2 separate regions of the Sus scrofa genome follow, and region 2 is linked to region 1. The links are chromatin contacts, called in public HiChIP or PLAC-seq maps. All regions are on one chromosome and are shown on one strand. The core of a region is the stretch at or near the end of the contact, and the rest is flanking DNA. Distances in the headings are between cores, read along the strand shown.

Region 1 (3,342 bases), core at 464-2,963:
AGAGTTGAAAGGAATCCATGTCTCCTTAGAATCTATTATCTTACAGTAAAACCAATGAGGAGAAACTGGTTCATACAAACTGCTGGCATCCATGTCTATTAGCTCAAAGGAACTACATGAGTTTGGTGATGGGGATGGATCTGACTGGGACAATTGTTCCTGGTGTGATTCCACTGATGACATTTCGTTCTCTAAAAGACAAAGGAAAATTATCATAAAAATGTTTCCTTCTATTAACAGTTGTTCAAAGACACACAACTGGTCATTTTAAGGAGTCACTTCTGAAAGAAAAATCTAAGGAGGCTACACAATTTGAAATAGAAATAACATAACAGAAATAACAGCTGGATTTTTTTTTTTTTTTTTAGGGGAGAGGTTTTAAACAAAATGCTTCTTATTGTTAGACCAACCACTCTGTAGTGATTTCCCAGTTCTCTCAGAAAACTACATGGTTTTAATTAAACAAAACCAGAATCACAAGAAACACCTGATCAAACTCTTGATTGCAAAAAAACAAACCACCACCAACAAAAAAACCCCACTTTACCCCAATTTCAAATCTAAGTCTACTGTCAGAGGCAAAAAAATTTACTCTAACAAAGTCTTAACACCTGGTTTTAGGCTCCAGGCCCCTGTCATTACATATTTACATGACTACTCAAATCTTACAATACCGAAAATAAAACTATCCACTTAAGAACTGGTTCTTGTAGAGTGCTTAAATAGGAACTACCTTACAAATTCTGAAATCACAAACGCTTGCTTGGGGCCCCTGCGCGCATGCACTGACCCACTCCCACCGTCCAAGTCCCAGATGAAAAGTAACAAGTGACCTCAACAGCTTCCTTCCCTCAAGGAAGACTCTGACCTGTGTGTTTCTATCCTTTCAACACTCTGACCACTCGGCAGACACTAACACTGCAGACATCAAAAGTAAACCCAGCCTCCCCACTAGGAGAGTGGACAAGATAGTTGCTATCTCCGCAGCCTGCGCAGCTGGACCGCAAACACACGGCCTCTTGAGCGGACGCTCTCCAGGCTTCCGCTACTTTATCTTTTTTCCCAGCATGAATTTACCTTCTCTACCTTGCGTGCTCCTTTTTCCCCGTGGCCCCTGGCCTCATGCAGCCCAGATCAGGGACCTCGGAGCTTGAGAACGCGTCTCCCCCTCCCTCCTCCAAGCCCCGCAAGGAGGGCTGGAGCCTCGATTGCAAACGAAGTAATTTCTCTTTGCCTTCGGGCGCAGTGGATACAAAAGGCGGCCTGTCGTGCCCCTGGAGTCGAGGTCACCTCACCCCGCCGGGACTGGTCCTCCCAGCCCCCTTCCCCGCCTTGGGCAGCGCGTCCTCCTCCGCTGCTGGCACCTCCATCCTGCAGTGCCTCCAACACGCACCTGGGTCTGAGCCCTTGGCCAGGCCGCCGCCCCTAACGCGCTGCCACGGACTCACCTAACAGCTCCGCAGCCTTTCACTCTTTCCTGCCCTCGCCGAAGGGGGCAGGACATGTCCCTGCGGAGGCCTTCCCCCGAGCCCGGGCGGGGCAGGGCGGAGCCTGCGGCCCCGCCGGGCTCGCGCCCAACTCTGAGCTCCACCGCGCTCCCAGCGTGCGAGCGCTCCTGCAGGGCTACTAAAAGCAAAGGTGAAGTGACATGTAGCTCCCGGTCGAGGCGGCGGCGGGTGGGGCGTGGAGGCCCGCAGGGGAACTGGCGGGAAGTGTCGCGAGAGGTGGAGGGAATCGCGCGAGATCTGGTCCTCCTAGAGGGCAGGCGGCCGGAGCACTGGGCACGCGGGTGGTGCGTGCAGCGTGCCCTCCACCTGCAGCCAATGCACGGGGACTCCGCGAGGACGGAGGTCTTTGTAAGGCAGGGATGGGGAATGAGACATTATAGGTGGGGAGCATAATTTCGATGAAGGCAATCTTCTTCAAGATGACCAGCCCAGCCTCCTCACCTAGTAGATGAGGAAACAGACCCCCTGAGTCTGTGGTACCCTGGCTAACCCTACTAATGGGCGGGATAGTGCGAGGACACGGGGATGTCACAACCCCTGATGAGAAGTAGGCCGGGGCGCTAGCAACAGCTCCATCCTGCCAGACCTCCACTTCAGGGTGCTGAGGACATTGGCATTTGCAAAGAAAAAGTGTCTTGTCACTGGGGCTTTGCCCCTTCCCCTTTGCGTTTATTAAGATTTAGAGGCTGCCAAAAAGATTTATCTCTGGAAGATGTAGCGGTGAGCTTGGCAGGATTTAAAAGCCGCAAGGGCGGTTTAGGAGGAAATACTTTTTTTTTTTTTTTTTTTTTTTTTTGTCTTTTTGCTATTTCTTTGGGCCGCTCCCGCGGCATATGGAGGTTCCCAGGCTAGGGGTCGAATCGGAACTGTAGCCACCGGCCTACGCCAGAGCCACAGCAACGCGGGATCCGAGCCATGTCTGCAACCTACACCACAGCTCACGGCAACGCCGGATCGTTAACCCACTGAGCAGGGGCAGGGACCGAACCCGCAACCTCATGGTTCCTAGTCGGATTCGTTAACCACTGCGCCACGACGGGAACTCCCCAGGAGGAAATACTTTTGTCCAAATAAGATAACTGGGGAGTTCCCGTAGTGGCTCAGCGGTTAACGAACCTGACTAGGATCCATGAGGATGCGGTTTCGATCAGTGGGCTCGCTCAGTGGGTTAAGGATCCCGCGTTGGGGTGAGCTGTGGTATAGGTCACAGACTCTGCTGGGATCCTGCGTTGTTGTGGCTGTGGCGTAGGCCGGCAGCTGTAGCTCGTATTAGACCCCTAGCCTGGGAACTTCCATATGTCACGGGTGCCACCCTAAGAAGAAAAAAAGAAATAACATAACTGAAGAGTTTAAATGAATTTCCTGATTGGTAGACCTGCCCAGCTCTCCTGAGTATACAGTTTTCTGGAAGGCCTCAATTCCTTTAGGGCATGCAATAAAATGCTTCCCTATTTTCTAACTATATTACAGGGCGGGGTTCACGGAATGCTGAAAATGGAAGTTTTATTTCTGCAAAAGCTGAGAAAAAGGAAACTAAAGGAATTTTTCTAACACCTTAATTCTTTCACCGTTTAAAAACCACACACAGGAGATCCTGTCGTGGTGCAGCAGAAACGAATCTGACTAGGAACCATGGGGTTGCAGGTTCGATCCCTGGCCTCACTCAGTGGGTTAAGGATCCGGCATTGCCATGAGTTGTGGTGTAGGTCACAGACTCGGCTTGGATCTGGCGTTGCTGTGGCCGTGGCGTAGGCTGGCAGCAACAGCTCTGATTAGACCCCTAGCCTGGGAACCTCCATATGCCGAAGGTGTGCCCCTAGAAAAGGTAAAAAGA
Region 2 (3,342 bases), core at 281-2,780, 280 kb after region 1:
GGAACTCCTGGTTGGTTTTTATTTTTATTTGTATTTTTAAAATTTTATGGCTGCACCTGCAGCATGTGGAAGTTCCTGGGCCAGGGACTGAATCTGAACCACAACTGGGACTTATGCCATAGCTGTGTAATACCGAGCCATTTAACCCACTCACTAGGCCAGAAATTGAACCTGCACCTCTTCAGCGACTCAAGCTGCTGCAGTCGGATATTTATTTATTTAAAAACATTTTAATTATAGTTGACTTGCAATGTTCTGTCAATTTCTGCTGTACAGCAAAGTGACCCAGTTATACATGCATACACATTCTTTTTCTCATATTATCTTCTATCATGTTCTATCACAAGTGATTGGATATAAGTCCCTGAGCTATACAGCAGGACCTCATTGCTTATCCATTCTAAATGTAATAGTTTGGGAGTTCCCACTGTGGCTCAGTGGTAACAAACCTGACTAGTATCCATGGGGACGCAGGTTCAATCCCTGGCCTTGTTCAATGGGTTAAGGATCTGGTGTTGCCTTGAGCTATGGTATAGGTTGCAGAGGCAGCTCGGGTTTGGTGTTGCTGTGGTGTAAGCCAGCAGCTACAGCTCCAATTCAACCCCTAGCCTGGGAACTTCCATATGCTGTGAGTAGGACCATAAAAAGACAAAAGGAAGGAAGGAAGGAAGGAAGGAAGGAAGGAAGAAGGAAGGAAGGAAGGAAGAAAGAAAGAAAGAAAGAAAGAAAGAAAGAAAGAAAGAAAGAAAGAAAGAAAGAAAGAAAAAGAAAATACCTCTTTGATGACTTTTAATTTATGCTCAAACATGACATACAAAATCTCTAATTGGTAAGCTTGGTTTCTATAACACTGCTAGCGGCACAGTTTTCCTCAAGATTCTTTGATCTGTGCTATATACCATGCTAGGAACTTTGGAGCTAGAATCTTGGAGCATCTTAAAGCTCAAGGTTTTAAAAACATCCGCATCTGCTTGAACCCTCCAGATTGCCAAAGGCCTCACCACCCCATATTCTTTCTCTCCAACTCCTTTAGACATTCTTTGCCTAGCCTCTGAAGGCATTTGAGGGTGCCACTCTGGATTTTAATTCAACTCCTTTATTCCACAGTTGAGAAAAATGGACTGCAAAGAGAAGAGACAACTGGCTCGAGGTGAAGGCGCTCTGGAAGGAACACAGTTCCCTGCCCTCTCACTAGACCACTCTCCCTTTTAGACACAAACTTTGTACCATGGCCCAAATCAACGTTCCTTACCAAAGGGAAATGGAGCATCTACGATTCCCCTAGCGCTTTAGAAAAAAGAGTTCTTTGTGGATGGCAACAATTTTCTTGTATATTATGCGTATCCATGCATGTAAAAAGCTCACCCAAATGCAACTGCTAGTCTAGCCCACCTCAAACTAACTACAGTTTGCGGAGAACCCGAAGACGCAGTCCAGCAGGAACCCCCGTCTCCTGGCTCACATTTCTACCCGAGTCCTCAGAGGAAAGGACCGGAAGTGGGGCGTGGCCGAGGAGGAACTACCCATAGTACGGCTGTCACGCTGGCCGGAAGGAGGTGGTGCAGGCCTTAGAAAGCTCCGCTCCTACTTCCTGTTTGCAACACTGTTGCTGTTGTCGACGTTAGGGGCGGTTACCCGAAGGCTTCCTCGGCTCTGGACGGGTTGTAAGATGCCGGGAAGAGGCCGCTGCCCCGATTGCGGCTCCACTGAGCTGGTGGAAGACTCACACTATTCGCAGAGCCAGCTGGTGTGCTCCGACTGCGGCTGTGTGGTCACCGAGGGAGTCCTTACGACCACCTTCAGTGATGAGGGCAACCTCCGAGGTACCTTGCGGGCTTTTCCAGGGCAATGGATAACAGCCTGGGGGCAGTGGAGTGATTGACGTCGAGATTCTTATCTCCTGCCTTTTCCTGGTCACATGCACGGGAGAAAATGGCCTAAAGTGAACGAGTGAGCTGTAGAAGCTCAGGGACTGCGGTTTATCTGTGTTTTTCTAGCAAGGTATTTGGTATTAATAAACGCTGAATAAATGAAATCAAGAGAGAAAGCTGCACTCAATTTACCTAGTCTGGGCATGGTGGAAGGATTGCGGATCAATTCTTTACGAATACAGAAAATACTATTACCGCAAAGTAGTTTTGAGCACTAATTGGCAAAAGCATCTTTTTTTTTTTTTTTTTTTCTTCCCTCTCTGCTCTTCAAGTCTGTGACCAATGCAACCCTCAGAATATTCAGTCAGGAAAATTGCCTGAATTGGATGTACAAGAGAGATGGCTGGAACACTTGGAGCTGCTTTAGTGCAGTCCTAATCTTCCTAAATTTCTTTGTATTGGGTACTGTTTGTGGTCATAGAAAATCAGATGGACCTTTAATGTGCAAAGATGGGACAAGAAGTGGATGCGTCCTGGTTTGGCTCCTGGGTTTTGTGTGGTGGGAGGGCAAGGGTGTGGCACGTGGAGGCTAAACAAGCTATTTGTTGCCCATTATCTTACAGAAGTAACATATTCCCGAAGCACAGGGGAAAATGAACAAGTTAGTCGCAGCCAGCAACGAGGTGAGAATAAACCTTTTATGACATAGTGCTTTAAAGAAAACTCTCCTGATGGTCCAGCCCATCTACTTATCTTTCCTGTTTTCAGCATTACTGTGTAAGGCTGAGTTGAAGAGAATGGTAATTAAAAATAAAGGATGATAGGGTTTCCTGGTGGCTCAGTTGGTTAAGGATCTGGTGTTGTCCTGCTATGACTTGGGTTGCTGCTGTCGCATGGGTTCGATCCCTGGCCCAGGAACTTCCACATGTCACGGGCATGGCAAAAAAAAAGAAAGGAAGGGAGCGAGGAGATGGTTCTAAGAGAGGTAGCAATTAGGTGGAAGATTCAGGTTTGCTTGGGGATTTGTTTGAGGTAGACTAAGGAGCTCAGATGCAAACTTTGGCTTGGCCACAAATCAAACCAGCCTCCAAAAGATGGGGCACTGAAATGTGACTTCTTTCTATAAGTGACTTTGTGCCTCCCAAATGTCCTCACTAAGTGTCGCTGTTGTCATTATAGAAAGGTTTGTTATTTGTGCATCTCATATCTGAGGCAGGTTTACCAGAAATTGCTGGGAGCTGCATGATGGCTCCTTTGACCCCTTTATGTAGAATATCATGCCATCTGCAGACAGTGACAGTTTTACTGCTTCTTTTCCGCTTTTTTTTTTTTAATTTTTAATATAATTTTATTTTTTTTTCTTTTGTCTTTTTAGGGCCATATCCATGGCAAATGGAGGGTCCCATGCTAGGGGTTGAATCAGAGCTGTAGCCTCTGGCCTACACCAGAACAACAGCAATGTGAGATCCAA

What was found. HiChIP or PLAC-seq counts read pairs in DNA pulled down with a chosen protein or histone mark.
Region 2: an H3K27ac HiChIP or PLAC-seq map of alveolar macrophages shows a contact between it and region 1. The contact joins the promoter of BRF2 here to the promoter of DDHD2 in region 1. A contact is called at or near these places in 1 of 47 Hi-C or Micro-C datasets (subcutaneous adipose tissue) and 1 of 2 datasets of contacts at active chromatin or transcription factors (alveolar macrophages).

The regions. Positions count from the first base shown.
Region 1 is chr15:48,290,688-48,294,029 of Sscrofa11.1, forward strand. DDHD2 (phospholipase DDHD2) reads right to left here and starts at 1,714. Exons shown (of 16, transcript XR_002339364.1): 1 at 1,449-1,714; 2 at 1-191.
Region 2 is chr15:48,566,677-48,570,018 of Sscrofa11.1, forward strand. It overlaps BRF2 (transcription factor IIIB 50 kDa subunit), which reads left to right and starts at 1,531. Exons shown (of 4, transcript XM_003133367.6): 1 at 1,531-1,823; 2 at 2,495-2,554. The coding sequence starts at 1,670.